Regions from separate parts of the Mus musculus genome. Here all the other regions are linked to region 1. A link is a contact called in public Hi-C and HiChIP or PLAC-seq data. All regions are on one chromosome and are shown on one strand. Each heading gives the region's core, a stretch centred on a gene start, on an enhancer-like site or on the middle of the called end of the contact. The rest is flanking DNA. Distances are from core to core; before and after follow the strand shown. Region 1 has its middle 22 kb from the start of 2510039O18Rik. Region 2 holds the start of Mfn2 (mitofusin 2). Region 3 holds the start of Nppa (natriuretic peptide type A).

Region 1 (5,096 bases), core at 1,899-4,398:
AGGCACCAGGCATGTGCCTGATGCATATGGGCAGGCAAAACGCTCATATACATGAAAAATAAAATAAACATAAAATTTAAAATTACTGCAACAAGCACACAGCCCAGTCTCCAGAGAGAACTAACATTGGCTGTTATCTGGCTTGTGATACCTGAGCAATCTGACCCCATGGGTCTGTGCTGTTATCAGCCCATACCACAGATGAGGAGACTAGTCCATCTGTCCATCTGTCCATCCATCCATGCATCCACCCACCCACCCACCCATCCTTGTAAGGCCAGGCTCAGGCTTTGAGCTTCCCAGCTTCGAATTCCTGATGTTACTACAAGAAGGATGCTTATGCCTATTTGTAGTCAAGTGTAGGCCTCCAGAGAGGCCCTTCATCCCCTCCTTGTCCCTACTCAAATCTTGCCTCTGTCTCATATCCTTGGGATGTCCCCTATAGAATGCTGCTACTCTATCTCCAGCAGGTGGCGCTGAAGGCCTTTTCCTTACCTGGGTAACATGACCAGTTCCCCCTCTGGATGACACTGAACAGTTAGTTGTCCCACAGCTTCCTGGGTAGGCGGAAGTGAGATCCTGCCCCAGCCCACTGCCAAATGGGCAAAGGCTGTGTTTGGTTCCAGTGAGCTTCTTTTGGGGGCTACATTAAGGGGTCCATTTGGCTCCCAGAGCCTGCAGCAAGCCAGCTTATTGTGGGGGGGGGGATCTGATTGGAGGCCTCTGAGCTGTCCTTCCTCTGTGGGAAGTCCCATGTCTCAGGACCCTAGGGGCAGTGGTGAGACTGTGGTTTAGAAGGTGAGGAGGCTCAGGGATGGGGTGAGGGGCCACGGGAAGCTTGTGAATGGGGTATGATCTCAGAGGCAGACAGTCTCAGCTTGGACACTGGAATCTATCCATCATCGACACTGCTGGCCATTCCTTTCTGCATTCCACAACAGCCCCACAGGGTGAGGACCATCTACAGAGCTACAGAGATGGGTCTGTCACGAGCCCCATCAGCACCTCAGACACTTGATCTCCACTCTGAGCTTTTGTGAGGATGCTGAGAGCAGGGAGCAAGGATGATGGGCATGGGTCAGCACTCCTCGGAAAAGTAGGTCTTGGCGCTGTTGACCAACCCTTCCTCTCCTTGCCCCATAGTTTTTGGCATGGTAGATGGGAGAGAGCACCCATTTTGGAATAAAAGACAGCTTAAGCCTCAATTCTACTGATGCTGCATGGCACTTCCCAAGTACTTCACTTAGTGGGGCCTCAGTTTTCCTAGTCTGGTTAGATGGATTCCATCTAGTTAGATGGGTGAGTCTGACCTGGCCAGGATGGCTTACAAGATAGACAGGAAAGACAATATAGGGTCTTTGAGGGATAAGGGCGTGGTCTCCTGTATACCAGGTTGGTCTTAAACTTGCTGTGTAGTTGAGAAAAACCTTGAACTTCCAGTCCTCCTGTTTCCACCTATTAAGTCATGGGTTACAAGTTTGCACCACCATGCCTGGCTTGTGTAGAGTTGGGGACTGAACTCAGTGCAGTCATGCACACTAAGCAAGCGCTCTATTAACTGTGCCATAGCCCATGCCCAAGACATTGTACTTAAAAAATATATATATATATATATATATATATATATCACACATGACTACACCATAGCTCTTTTCAGACACACCAGAAAAGGACATTAGATCCCATTACAGATGGTTGTGAGCCACCATATGGTTGCTGGGAATTGAACTCAGGACCTCTGGAAGAGCAGTCAGTACTCTTAACCGCTGAGCCATATCTCCAGCCTGACAATATCCTTTTTAAACAAGAAAGGCATAACATTCATTTGGGCTGCCTCCCATCTCTCACCACAGCTGGGCACGGTTGCAGACATGTTTATTTAGAAAACTTAACATTTACATTTCTGTTCTTGCTGTCATCCTTCTAGTGATGAAGAGGGAACCTGAGTCCTTGTGTGCTAAGTTAAATGCTCTCCCGTGGAGCCACACCCAGACCTCAACCTTTTAGTATCATTTCAAAATCAGAGTTTTCCAGAAAACCATTTTAAGCGTTCCATAATACCTTTGTTCTACTGCTGTATCTGGCAAAACGGTCCCATTCCCCTGAGAGATACTCCTCCTGCCCTCTGAGCACTTTGGGCCCCAGTGTTCTGCTATGCCTGCAATACCCCCAGCTGGCTCTGAGGTGCTATCTGCCACTGGTTGGCATCACTCGCTGCAGGATCCCTGGATGTGGGCGTGTTTGAGCTGCAGTCCCCTAGAGCTAGGCTCTACCCTTGCCATGATTCCCTTCTGACCTCTCTACTTCAGTGTTCGCTTGCTTTCTCCAACTCTCCTGGTGCTGAGAGCCAGCTCAGGAGACTGGGAAGCACTTGTGGATCTGCTGGGCCCTGACTTCTTACAGAAGAGCCATTATCCTCTCCAAGAATAAACTACAAGGTCTGTCCTGGGTGTCAAAAGCCAGTGGTTTGAAATAAAGGAGCTTCCTAAAGCCCAGAACCATGCTTTCCTCTGGTAAAGTAGAGTGGACCAGCAGGGATGGGAATCTGACCTCTCCTCTCACCCCCTTCCACTCTGTCTTTCCCTACTCTGCTTATCATGACCCTCTGGTCAGTCTCCCGGGTGGCAAGGCAGGAGCCCTGCTGGAGAGGCCCCAGGAGGGTGCTTCACTGCCCACTGGGGAGCCCTTCCAAGTGGGGTTTGACCTCTGACTGCAGAAGAAGAACCTGCAAGGCCCAGTCTAGCTTCTCTTCTTGGTAATGCATCCATTGCCCAGAAGAGCTTGAGCCCTCATGGGCTGCGATCCCGAGAGCTGCTCAATCACCACGTTTCCAGCAACCATCATTCCACTTAGGGAGCTTTTCCTGGGCTACACATGTGTCTCAGTGGTGGAGTGACTGTCCAGCCTGCTCAAGGTGTCTGTTTCTATTCCCAAGACTGCAAAAGCAGGGGTGGGGAGGTGGGAGGTCTTGATTACCTAGGGATCAGGGCTGCTCCCCACTAGCCATCTCCTGGAAGCACCTCCTTTGCCAGGATGTGGCTGGCCTTGCACGTGACTGTCTCTCAGATCCGTCACTTCCTGGCTAAGCCACCTCCTTCTTCTGGGAATGCCACTTTAGCTTATAACCGTGCAGCTGAGAGTTTGGGCTATGACCTCAGTCCACCCTTCTGGGCTGCTTTGTGCTATAGAGTGTTCTGTGGAGGGGCTGAGACGAAGACAGCTGGAAGAAAATTGCAAGGATTAAAAAAAAAAAATCAGTCCCATGTGACCCGCAAATGGCTGGGAGCCGTATTTCCTGAATTTAGATTCATTCCTTGGCTTCTGTGCGACCTCGGGGACAATTTTAAACACTTGAGAGAATTGAATCAAATCTTGTACAAGAAGCAGCTGGCACCTAAGCAAGGACTCAGGCTCGGTGAGCCACTATGTGGGAGATAGAGAAAAAGCACAGAAAAAGATGGGGGGGGGGGTAGGGGTAGGGGCACCTTCTCCCTAGTTCAAGTAGTCCACTCACACCCAACTCCTACAGATTAATATGAGTTTGTTTAGGCAGCCCTGATGTCTAGGGTCTGGGGACCTGAATTTGTGTCTTGCCTGACCATGGAATTTGGCAGGGAGGAAGAGGGGAGGAAACACTCACTAAGGCCAGGCCATGATGGCTGGAGGAGGTCTTCTCATGGTGCCAGTTGCTGCCCTTGGCCAAAAACATGTCCTCTTCATCCAGCTTCATAAACACGGCAGGGACAGAACTTGCCACACCGAAACCCATACATGGTCTGGAGACTGCACACCAACTGGGATCACAGGGACGCGCAGGGGGTTCACCTCCTCCAAGGAAGAGGCAGGGATAGGAGTGAAACCAGGGAGCTATTTCGAGAAGGTGTCAAAGGCCGGAACACTAAAATTAGAGCCTTGGTTCCTAAAAAGACATTAGCACCAACCGAGGTCTAAGAGAGGGGCTCTTCAGCGCGGAATGTGACCCCAGGAAGCGCTCCGGCGATCCTGGGCAATGAGGTCAGCAGGACCAATGGGACCCTCCACCTCCCTTATGGTCACGTGGTGGTCATGGGGACCTCTCCCCGAGCCAGCTCTGGGGCTGTTTCCAACCACTTCCCGTGTACACCAAGCCAGGAAAGGCAAGCAGGCAGAGCTGCTGTCCGTGTAGGGCTGACCTTCTGGGCTGTGCCTTTTCTTTTTTGATTGTCCTCTGTGCTTTCTGTTCCATTCTCAGTTTAAGAGTGGGAGAGGAGGATGCTTGGAAGAGGCAGCCATCTTGGAACCTGGTGGTTTGGCCTGGGAGATAAACCAGGAAGGGCCTAGGATCCCTGGCCTGGCTGGCCTAGATCTTCACCTCTGTCACACAAGAGTCCTAGTTTATCCCTTCTCCATTCAGATTCACGGCACAGACACCTCAGGGATCATGGATGGTGCAGAAGTCCTTATGAAGCCACCTTCCAGGATGAGACACACAGCTCTTGGCTCGGCTGCTTGAAACAGCTCTTCTCAGCCTATCCAGGCCCAGAACCATAGACAGCTCTGATTACCAGCCCACCTTTGACCAGGGAATGCCTGTAGCTCTCCCACTCCTGTCTTCGTATATCTTACTCAACTAAAATATACCTCCTTCGTGTCTGGAGTGGTGGGTTCCAGTGGCTAAGGCTGCTCTTGCAGAGGATCTGGGTTCGATTCCTAGCACCCACATGGCAGCTCATAGTTGTCTTTGTTTGTTTGTTTTTTTTTTTTTTTTGCTTTTTGTTTTTTCAAGACAGGGTTTCTCTGTGTAGTCCTGGCTGTCCTGGAACTCACTCTGTAGACCAGGCTGGCCTCGAACTCAGAGATCCACCTGCCTCTGCCTCCCAAGTGCTGGGATTAAAGGCGTGTGCCACCACTGCCCGGCTCTTTTCTTTTCTTTTCTTTTCTTTTCTTTTCTTTTCTTTTCTTTTCTTTTCTTTTCTTTTCTTTTCTTTCCTTTCCTTTCCTTTCCTTTTCCTCTCTTCTCCTCTCCTCTCCTCTCCTCTCCTCTCCTCTTCTTTTCTTTTCTTTTCTTTTCTTTTCTTTTCTTTTCTTTTCTTTTCTTTTCTTTTCTTTTCTTTTCT
Region 2 (5,096 bases), core at 1,914-4,413, 58 kb before region 1:
CAATAAATGGCATATTCTGAGGGGGTTTTTTTGACACCCTCAAAGTGCTCCCAGTTTTTTGTTTGTTTGTTTGTTTTTTGAGACAGGATTTCTCTGTATAGCCCTGGCTGTCCTGCAACTCACTTTGTAGACCAGGCTGGCCTCGAACTCAGAAATCCGCCTGCCTCTGCCTCCCGAGTGCTGGGATTAAAGGCGTGCGCCACCAAGCAGCATTTCCCAAAGAGTAATCCCTAGAACTCTAGCTGTACCCAATGGTCCATGCGAAAAAAGTTCCTGTGGACATCAGTATGCAAAATACTATATAAAAAATCACTTCTGTGCACACGACTGTGGCAGAGACCTGGGAAGAAAGGAAGACTTAAACATAGTGTCACTGCAACTGCTCTGCATCCAGCTAGTTGTTCAATGAGGACACTTCTTAGGTGGGCCTGATGGGGCACTACTGTATTCCTAGCACTTAGGAGATGGAGGCAGGAGAGTCACTAGTTCAAGGCTGGGTTGCTGCTACCACATCCAACAACCTAAATCCAGTTCTCTGAAACCACATGGTAGAGAGAACAAATTCCCACAAGTTGTGTGACCTCCACATGTGCACTGTGACACACGCACGCACGCACGCACACACAAAATAAATCTGGAAAAAAAAACAAAAAACAAGAAAACAGAGCTTAAGGCCATCCTCAGTTAACCAGGGAGTTCAAGGCCAGCAGGGGTTTCATGTGACCCTGCCTGTCTCAAAAGAGAGGGAACAAGGACTGAGAAGAGACTTCTAACAGGCTTTAAAATTCTAAGGATCAGCCCAGCAGTGGCGGTGCATGCCTTTAATCCCAGTGCGTGAGAGGCAGAAGCAATCAAATCTCTGAGTTCAACCCAGTGAGTTCCAAGACAGCCAGGGATATAGAGAAACCCTGTCTGAAAAAGCCAAAAAATAAAGAGATAAAATTCTAAGGGTCGCAGTTTAGGGAAGTTGCAGGAACACCATAACAGCATTATAAACTTAAGATCAGAAACAAACACAACCCTGAACAAAGACCCAGTACAGCCCTCGAAGCCCATCAGGAGCTTTGCGTTGACCCAGGCTATTAGTGGAGGAGTATTAGGTGTTTGCACAGCAGTAGCAAAAATCAGTGCAAGGTGCCTGGATCTCAGGTGTGGCTCCCTGAATCCACACCACCTCCTTACCCAGTTTATATGCAGCAACTCCTAGCAGAGAAAACAAAACGGGTCCAGAGATCGTCTGTTGTACAACTGGAACAGAGGAGAAGCTGAGAAATTGAAACGAAAGAGTACAGAGGGTAAAGGGCACAGCAGACTCTTGGAGCCATGATAAGAATCCAACCCCTGCCAAGCAGAGACGGAAAGGAGCCAGCACAGGGACAAACAAACAAGGAGGAGAGGGACAGATCCTGGCCATGCTTTGAACTGTCAACCAGTGAAATCCCCGTGGAAGCAGAAAGGAGATACAGCAGCTCCTTCCGACACAAGTTGGAAGCCACGAGCTCTGTGCTCCAGGATCCACTCCGAGAGACTCGCCAGCCGAGAGCCAGCAGAACACACCCTTTTGCTCTTCATCTAGATCCATGGTGGCCAAACCACAGCTCTCACTTACTTTCTAGCTGGTAAGAGACCTTCACAGGTTGGGCATCGTGGACATGGCTGGAGTCAGAAAGATGAAAAGGACTCGAGGTCTCCTCTGTGCTGATTCAGGTCCAGGTTGGCCCCTGATGGTGTTGACTCCACCTGTCCAAGCTTCTGGAAAGGAAAAAGGCAGAGGTCACTGGGCCACCAGGAAAGAAAATGCAAAATATGTTTAATCAGGTGTTAAAGCCAAACTAACTCATCCCTGAGGGAAGCTTACTCATTGCGGTGTTGAGGAAGCAGGTGAGGAAGTGTGTGTGTGGAGGGGGAGGAGACAATAACAATGACAATGAGACAAACACATTAGCCGTGTGCTAATATATTAAGCCATGTGCTAATGCAAGGCACCAAAGAGGTCCTCGCTAAGACACAGCCAGAGAGAGAAGGGAGCTGAATCAGGCCAAGGCCTGGCCTTCAGGACTGGGGAACTGCCAACTAGAAGTGGAAGGGGAGTGGAGAGGAGAGGAAGAAAAATAGACCTGACAAAGGCCAGAGTATCCCTGCTACTGTAAAGTCTCTCCTTCCATTCTCAAGTCTATGGAGCAAACTTGGTCTCTACAGTACTAGGAAGATGTATAGAGCCAAGCAGCCAAGCTAGACACCAAACTACACTAGCTGTGACTCCAAAGCTCACTTGTGTTTTCCTACCTAAGACAAAAAGGGGACAATCAAGAGTCCTTTTCTGACGAAGGGAGAGATGATTGGCAAAGCTAGAAAACAGGATAGAAAAGTACTACAAGAGATGGAGGCCAGTAGTGTTGCCTTTCTCCTTCCAAACAGCTATCTTTTTCAGTATTCACTGTGGCCTTTCAATGTGTTAGGTGCTAGGGTCAGGGACGGATTAAGAATAGCTCCAACCCTCAGAGTCTTAACGGTGCAATGAAAAGGCATATAAGTAAAAAGACTTCCACCGTAAGTGGGGTACAGTGAACCGGGTGCTGAAAAAAAAAAAATGCTGGCAAAAAAAGAAAAGTACTGGATGAAAACCGGGAATGGGTCAGGGACCTTGAATGGAGATCACAGGGCTGAGACATCAGGGTGTGGGGAGCTGCGAGGAGGAGCCCACCTCCCAGCCTTCAGTCCGGTGGCCCGCCCCCTCCTCAGAGCCGAGCAGGGCTTGACGGCGAGGCCGCAGCAGGGGAAACGCCCGTGTGACCCGAGCCTGAGCCCGAGGCCCAGAGGCCCCAGAGGCCCAGCGTCCTAAGCCGGGTGGCTCAGGACTCTCCCGGCCCGGGCCTGCCGGTTCCACCACCCCGGCGCGCTCGCCCTCTCACCTTCACCTTCCCGGCCTCGCGGCGGCCATCACACCCAACACGTCACTAGCCGGCGCCACACCGAGAGAAGCGGGAGGGGAGGGGGCTGCGCTCGTCACTCGCCCCGCTGCAGCCCGGACGAGCCGATGGCCTCTGAACGCTGTCACCTCAACCTTACCACTCCTATACCACAGTGTCTAGGAACTCCGCGCTCCAAAAGGAGCCCCCGCGTGCCTGGTAACCGTCCCGTGTCTCGTGCAGATGACGTAAGCTGTAGGGTGGGGCTCCCAGCGCGTCATGGGAGTTGTAGTTTGGATCAGCGTCCGTCAGGGTGGGGTAGGGCGGAGCCTCGAGCTGTCAAGCAGGGGTTGGAGGGGTGGGAGAACGGGACGGGGGTTGGGGGAGGGGAGAGGGTGGACGGCGGGGAGGGGAGCGGGCAGGACACGACAAGGGTACCGATTAGAGGTTTGCGTGCGCCTTTTTTGTTGTTGCGCCTTTTTTGTTGTTGCTGCTCCAGAATTTGACCCTGTATAACACCTGTCAGTTTTGAAATCCAGACTCGCATTTCATAATCCGAGTGTCTTCAAAGGGAACAAACAGACCGTTAGGGTGAAGTAATTGTCCTTCAGTTGCCTTTGAGGCAACTAAACAGCAGCCACAACGCATCAGGCAGCTACTAGGTGACAGTCATTGCACTGGCTATCTAACATGCAGTTTTTAATTTTCACTCAGTCCCAGGACATTCAGGACATGATTATCCAACCTCACATGCCATTCACTGGCCCCTCATTTTGTTCCAAGAACTGGGATACTGCATTGGACCCCAAGCTGGGAGGGCTCCAAGCCTGGGCTCTGTAGTAACACCCACCAGCCACTTGTAGCTACTGAGACCCTGAAATGCAGCTGCTACAAACTGAGAAATGCCCCAATGTTTAATATAAAAAGAAATGCAAACTACCTTATTAGTAATTTTATATTGATGTGTTGTTATAGCTTTGGATAAACTGGGCTAAATGAAATACATTATCTTAATTAAATCGCCCCCCCCACCCCGTTTCTTCTTACTTCTAAAAGTAGAGCTAATAGTGGCGGTCACAAAAAAGGCTCAGTAGGTATAAATGGCTGCTACCAAGCCTGACAGCTTGAGTTCCATCTCCAGGAACCCACACGGTGGAAGGAAAGAACCTGCTCATAAAATGTTGTCCTCTAACCTCCGTACAAGAGCCAGGGCACGTGTACATCAACCACACACGATAAATGAATATGGTTGGGGCCTAGAGAGATGGCTTTTACAGAGGACCCAACACCTACATGTTAGCTCACATCGGTAACTACAATTCAGGGGATCCAGTGTCCTCTCTGTCTTCCAGGGGGAACCAGGCACACTTCTGATACACTTCCATACATGCAGGCAGCATCCCATACACATTAAATAAAAACAACAAGCCAAGTATTTAAAAGCAGATAATATGGCTAGCTGAATATTTTAACTGTGTCTGTGGCCCATGCGACCTTGCTTTTGTTTGTTTGGGGGCAGGCTTCCCACTATGTAGCCCAAACCAGCCTTGAATTGATGATCTTTTTACTCTGCCTCCCAAGGGCTAGGACTGTAGTCATCTCACTGACACACCTAGCTGCCATGTTATGCTTTCTACCGATTGGCACTGCCCTATAGCCAGGGTACAGTCATGCCACAAACAGCCTCAGAGGTAAATCAGCACGCCGGTTACGAGTCTCCAGAGAGGTGAGTCATGGGAGCTGGCCTGTAGTCACTGCCCATAGGGCAGCTTCTTGTCTGGAACATCTGACTCTGAACTGGAGAGACACACCCAGCACTTGCCTTGGGGTATAGTGTGCGCTAAGTATCTCCTCCTCCATCATCTCCAGCCTCCCCAGGGAATTCTTTGAGTACAAAACTGAAGACTGTTTCCTTTCCCTTTGGCAGAATCTTACTCAAGCCAGAGGCTTGGAGGAGCTTTCCCAAACTCTCTCCTGTCCATTCTGCCTCTGCTGTAGCCTCCCTGAAAGCTTTGGCCTAGGCTCCCATCCCAACCTGGACAGAAGAGGGAACTTCTGAGCCCATTCCCAGGCTTCTAATCTTACATTCCACTTGGGCTTGCCTAAACCAGAACTCCAAACTGTGAGGCTCTTCCTTTAACCCCTCAATGGCAAGGTTCCTCCAGTACTGCAGACTGCCACTAGAAA
Region 3 (5,096 bases), core at 1,050-3,549, 38 kb after region 1:
TATTTGCAGTGTGACTCGTAATGGTAGCAAAATTAGTTATGGAGTAGCTGCAAAGTAATTTTAAAGTTGGAGGTCACTGCAACCCGAGGAACTGCATTGAAGGCTGAGAATCATTGCTAGAAGTGAGGTCTCTCACTGAACCTGAAGTTATTTTTTGTTTGTTTGTTTGTTTGGGCGGGCTAGGCTGGCAGGCAGCAAGTTCCAGAGAGTCTCATGTCTTCGTCTCCCAGCATTGCATGCTGTGCCAGCATCCCTGCCTGGGTCTATGAATGATGCCGAGGACTCGGCCTCAGGTCCTCCTGCTTGGGAGATCAAGCATACACCCAGCCCTACCTATTGCTTTTCTTTTTATCATTCCTAAAGCTAAGGCTGGCTGGCTTCTGGACATCTCAGGAAGGTACCCCAAAGCAGAGCAGGACTAGAGATATGGAGAGAAACTTCACATTGGGTTGCCTTCCGATTGGTGCTCAAATCAAAGGCTTCTAGAGGACTGGGCTGAGTGGGTGATGGGCTCCACCACTTGTCAGACACAGTATTATACACTGTGTTGGACATGGCGGCACTGAGGTACGGAGAGCATGCAGAGCATCACAGCAGAGCATCTTTTGCCCCTGCCCCTCAAGGAAACCCTGAGGTCACAGAGTCTCAGTGGATGACATTCACGTCCCCTCCAGTTCCACCCTGGAAAGTTGACTCTAGCCAAAAAAAGATGGGCAAACCTTGAAATTGCACTCCTGGGGCACTGGTCAGGATCATAGCTCTCCTAGGGCCACATAGAGACTTCAGATGTGGCTCAGAACAGAAAAGCAACAGCACTTGTCTGAGGCCACCCGCCTCAGCCGTTCTTCAAGTCTTTGCCCAACTCAAAGACCATCTCCAGGAGGTAGGTCATGTGACACACACAGCAAGGAGCCCGAGTTCCCCCAGTAGGGCTGCTCGCCTAGTCCTCTCTGCTAATAATAATCCCCAGGCACACAATTAAGCAGTGAGCGCATCCCAGGGACTCATCCGGAGGCGACAGTGTGAACTTGCACAGATTTCAGACTTCAAGGAGAGATTGGCCAACCCAAATTGGTTGCCTACAACCCCCAGCTTTCTCAAAGGGCTCTCTTTTTCTATCTTAGAGAAAACATCACCGCAGACACCTCTTGTGACTTCCAGCCACATGACAACTCCACCAGGCAGCCACAGGGTCAATGGGCGTGGAAGTCTTCCAATAGCCCATTAAGACGGTCAGAAAGCAGAGAGCAGCAGAAAATGCACACACTTATCACACACACAAAGCATACATATGTCGAAAATGGCTACACTGGGGTGTGGAGACCACTTGTTAAAGGTGGACTGCCTGCTCATGCTCCTGAGGCTGCCAGAAGAATTCATGGCTCACTTCCTTGGTCTCAAAGGTCATGAAGGACATTATGGAGAATGGTGTATGTGTCCCCCCCTCAATCCCTTACCTCCTCCTTCTATTTCCCTGGGAAGGGTGGGACCACCACATATTTCATGCTCAGAGTCTGGGCTTTGGAAAGAAGAAAAGTGGTTTCATCCTCCAAACCCATCCTGTTGGCACCTTGGACACGAGTCTTGGGAGGCAGTAAAAATAAACTTTAGAGGAAATATGCTCTTCTAACATCCCTTGGTGTTTACACGTGTAGCTGAATTCTTTAGAGCCTGTATCATGTTGGCTTCCTGGCTGACTTCATACTCTAAAAAAAAAATAATAGCTCTTTCACCTGACTGCTAACAGGGACATCTAGGGTGGGGGTGGGCTGTCTGGGGCCAGAGGTCCACCCACGAGGCCGATGAATCAGGTGTGAAGCTAGCTCCAGCATGTGTACTCCCTGGCCAGCCTAGCTGGCCTCCCAGCTGCCTGTCATTGCCTCCTCTCCCGCCCTTATTTGGAGCCCCTGACAGCTGAGCAGCAAGCAGGGGGAGCTGGGTGCAGGCCAGCCGTCACCCTCTGCTTCCCTGCATGGGTCCTGTTGCCAGGGAGAAAGAATCCTGAGGCGAGCGCCCAGGAAGATAACCAAGGACTCTTTTCTGCTCCTCTCACACCTTTGAAGTGGGGGCCTCTTGAGGCAAATCAGCAAGAATGTGACTCTTGCAGCTGAGGGTCTGGGGGAGGGGGGTGAGTGGAGCTGCTCAAGGCAAAGGGGCCGTGACAAGCTTTGCCGAACTGATAACTTTAAAAGGGCATCTTCTGCTGGCTCCTCACTCCATCGCTTTATCGCTGCAAGTGACAGAATGGGGAGGGTTCTAGCCCCCCTGCCTTCTCAAAGAGCTGGGGGGCTATAAAAACGGGAGATGCTGGCAGCTAGGAGACAGTGACGGACAAAAGCTGAGAGAGAGAGAGAAAGAAACCAGAGTGGGCAGAGACAGCAAACATCAGATCGTGCCCCGACCCACGCCAGCATGGGCTCCTTCTCCATCACCCTGGGCTTCTTCCTCGTCTTGGCCTTTTGGCTTCCAGGCCATATTGGAGCAAATCCTGTGTACAGTGCGGTGTCCAACACAGATCTGATGGATTTCAAGGTAGGGCCAGGAAGTGGGACACAGACTGGGACCAGGGTCTCTTTGGTACTGGGTCCATTCCTGAGACGTCCCCTTTCTCTGTATTTATTTTGCCTTTATAAAGAACCTGCTAGACCACCTGGAGGAGAAGATGCCGGTAGAAGATGAGGTCATGCCCCCGCAGGCCCTGAGTGAGCAGACTGAGGAAGCAGGGGCCGCACTTAGCTCCCTCCCCGAGGTGCCTCCCTGGACTGGGGAGGTCAACCCACCTCTGAGAGACGGCAGTGCTCTAGGGCGCAGCCCCTGGGACCCCTCCGATAGATCTGCCCTCTTGAAAAGCAAACTGAGGGCTCTGCTCGCTGGCCCTCGGAGCCTACGAAGATCCAGCTGCTTCGGGGGTAGGATTGACAGGATTGGAGCCCAGAGTGGACTAGGCTGCAACAGCTTCCGGGTAAGAGGAGCTGTGGATGGAAATGGGATAGAGGTCAGGTGGGGTCTTGTTAGGGCTCAAACCTTGCCAAGGGACACTACCAGGGAGCATCTTTGGCAGCTGAGAGCCTGATGCATGTATCATTTTCTCTGTGAGTTCTTCCTCACTACGATGGGTGTCCCTTGAGTTTCAAGACAATGACAACAGCTGCTGCAGGGTCTGAGCCACAAGCACTGGGGAGTTAGAATACAGGGCCAAGACTGCCTCATTAATGCTTACCAGTGCCTTGCTTGCCGGTTTAATCACAGAGGCTAGACTGTGGCTTGTGGGAAATAGTTGATCGCTGTTCAAGTGGAACAATTTAGCCCAGTAAAGGCAGATCATCAAGCCAGTATATTTTTCTCTTTGTAGTACCGAAGATAACAGCCAAGGAGGAAAAGGCAGTCGATTCTGCTTGAGCAGATCGCAAAAGATCCTAAGCCCTTGTGGTGTGTCACGCAGCTTGGTCACATTGCCACTGTGGCGTGGTGAACACCCTCCTGGAGCTGCGGCTTCCTGCCTTCATCTATCACGATCGATGTTAAATGTAGATGAGTGGTCTAGTGGGGTCTTGCCTCTCCCACTCTGCATATTAAGGTAGATCCTCACCCTTTTCAGAAAGCAGTTGGAAAAAAAAAAAAAGAATAAACTTCAGCACCAAGGACAGACGCCGAGGCCCTGATGTGCTTCTTTGGCTTCTGCCCTCAGTTCTTTGCTCTCCCCAGCCTTGATCCCTCATTTCTCCCTCCTTCCCTCCCTCTTCTTGCTGTGTGTGTGTGTGTGGGGGGGGAGCCTCACGTCATAGTCCTCAAAATGCTCTGCCTCCATCACAGAACCCGGGAAAGTCCACCCAGGCTGAAAAGGGCATTTATTTTTAATTCATGAAAAGGGAACACGAACACACCTTTTCCTGAGGACAGGTAATGACATCTCTGCTCAGAAGTTTCAAGCATTCCTTTCTGGTTAGAGCCTGGGTGGCTTTAAGGGGCATTTAGAGAACCAGAAACTGCCCAGATCTGTTACAGAGTGCCAGCTGCTGTGACCATGTGAATTTCACTCTCTGAGTATGGGCAAGTGTGAATGGAGGGTGGGTTAAGCAGCTGAGAGGAGGAAGGTTTACAGGCTGATGGGTGGCCAGTTCAAACGATTTGTGGGCTACCCCACTGCTGCGTCACCACCTATCCACGTGTATCACTCGGTGCTGGAGATCAAACTCAGGGAGCCAGAGGCATTTGAAAATAGCCACAATCTCCCTAACACAGGACTGTGGAGCTTCAACTTGTACGTTGCGTGGAGGAGAGAACCACCAGGAAACATGCAGTACCTTATTTACTTTTAGTTTATGTAGCTTTGGCTGGCCTCAGACTCTAGGAGACCTGCCTTGCTACATTACCAAGTCTGGCTAAGGTGCAGTGTTTTTATACCAGCTTGTGAAAGGCACTGCTCTAAGCAGAGAACACATTCAGGGCTCATAGTGAACACTGCTTCTTCTCTGAGATCACTCAGGTCATCTTATAGCTCCAATAGGATATGGTTTGCTAACCCCCCTGTGTGCTTGTGTGTGTCTGTGTGTGCGCACGCATGTGCGTGTGCCTGTGTACTTGTGTCCCTAACCTGTACTGGGCATGTTATATAAAAATGGGGAGGATAACCCGAGTAGTATCGTGCACACCTGTTGAGGGGCAGCAAGGCCAGGAGCAGACAGTGATTGGCTGGAGATTGAGGAAGAACTTCAATCACTTCCAATCAAAATATTCCTGTCTGAGCCAGGCATGGTCACATATACCTTAGTCCCAGCACTGGGGAGAAAGGGGTCGGCAGATCTCTGTAAAGTCAAGACTAGCCTGGTCTACACAGTGTGTTCCAGGACAGTCAGTGCTATGCGTGAGACACTTACTCAGTTAAAAAACAAAACAAAAACCCACTTTCTACCTGGATCTCAAATTAGAGAGTACAGAGAGCCAGTCAGTGGAGAGTGACATGTGAGGACCAGCGTGAATGGGAGGGAAAAGCATGCATAGAGCCAGTCAGGGGAGAGTGACGTGCGAGGACCAGCATGAATGGGAGGGAAAAGCATGCAGAGAGCCAGTCAGGGGAGAGTGACATAAGTGGACCC

What was found. A called contact is a pair of places that touch in the nucleus more often than the background predicts. HiChIP or PLAC-seq counts read pairs in DNA pulled down with a chosen protein or histone mark.
Region 2: a contact with region 1 is called in an H3K27ac HiChIP or PLAC-seq map of heart atrium, with 6 read pairs. The contact joins the promoter of Mfn2 here to the enhancer-like site in region 1. A contact is called at or near these places in 2 of 39 promoter capture datasets (the HPC-7 cell line and cranial neural crest), 2 of 15 datasets of contacts at CTCF or cohesin (CD8 T cells and embryonic stem cells), 17 of 484 Hi-C or Micro-C datasets (B cells, ECoMG-derived neutrophils, the HL-1 cell line and 8 more), 7 of 115 datasets of contacts at active chromatin or transcription factors (bone marrow-derived macrophages, double positive thymocytes, embryonic stem cells and 2 more) and 4 of 9 other capture datasets (adipose tissue, embryonic stem cells, liver and 1 more).
Region 3: a Hi-C map of cardiomyocytes shows a contact between it and region 1, with 4 times the contacts expected there. The contact joins the promoter of Nppa here to the enhancer-like site in region 1. A contact is called at or near these places in 28 of 39 promoter capture datasets (the 3T3-L1 cell line, 3T3-L1-derived adipocytes, the C10 cell line and 16 more), 8 of 15 datasets of contacts at CTCF or cohesin (CD8 T cells, the NIH/3T3 cell line, embryonic stem cells and 3 more), 202 of 484 Hi-C or Micro-C datasets (the 3T3-L1 cell line, 3T3-L1-derived adipocytes, the 4T1 cell line and 91 more), 27 of 115 datasets of contacts at active chromatin or transcription factors (the 230-238 cell line, the HL-1 cell line, the HPC-7 cell line and 17 more) and 6 of 9 other capture datasets (adipose tissue, embryonic stem cells, embryonic trunk and 3 more).

What each region holds. Positions count from the first base shown.
Region 1 is chr4:147,959,888-147,964,983 of GRCm38.p6, forward strand. No RefSeq gene overlaps it. Among named protein-coding and RNA genes, the nearest start is that of 2510039O18Rik, 22 kb to the left of the region's middle. Within about 2 kb of position 3,149, at least 12 of the 459 cell types and tissues checked have an H3K27ac peak or open chromatin away from gene starts, as enhancers often do. A contact at or near this core is called in the AtT-20 cell line, the HL-1 cell line, the N1E-115 cell line and 4 more, where this site is marked.
Region 2 is chr4:147,901,746-147,906,841 of GRCm38.p6, forward strand. Mfn2 (mitofusin 2) reads right to left here and starts at 3,164. Exons shown (of 19, transcript NM_133201.3): 1 at 2,913-3,164; 2 at 1,610-1,752.
Region 3 is chr4:147,998,423-148,003,518 of GRCm38.p6, forward strand. Nppa (natriuretic peptide type A) reads left to right here and starts at 2,300. Exons shown (of 3, transcript NM_008725.3): 1 at 2,300-2,532; 2 at 2,636-2,962; 3 at 3,353-3,652. The coding sequence starts at 2,413. The coding sequence ends at 3,364.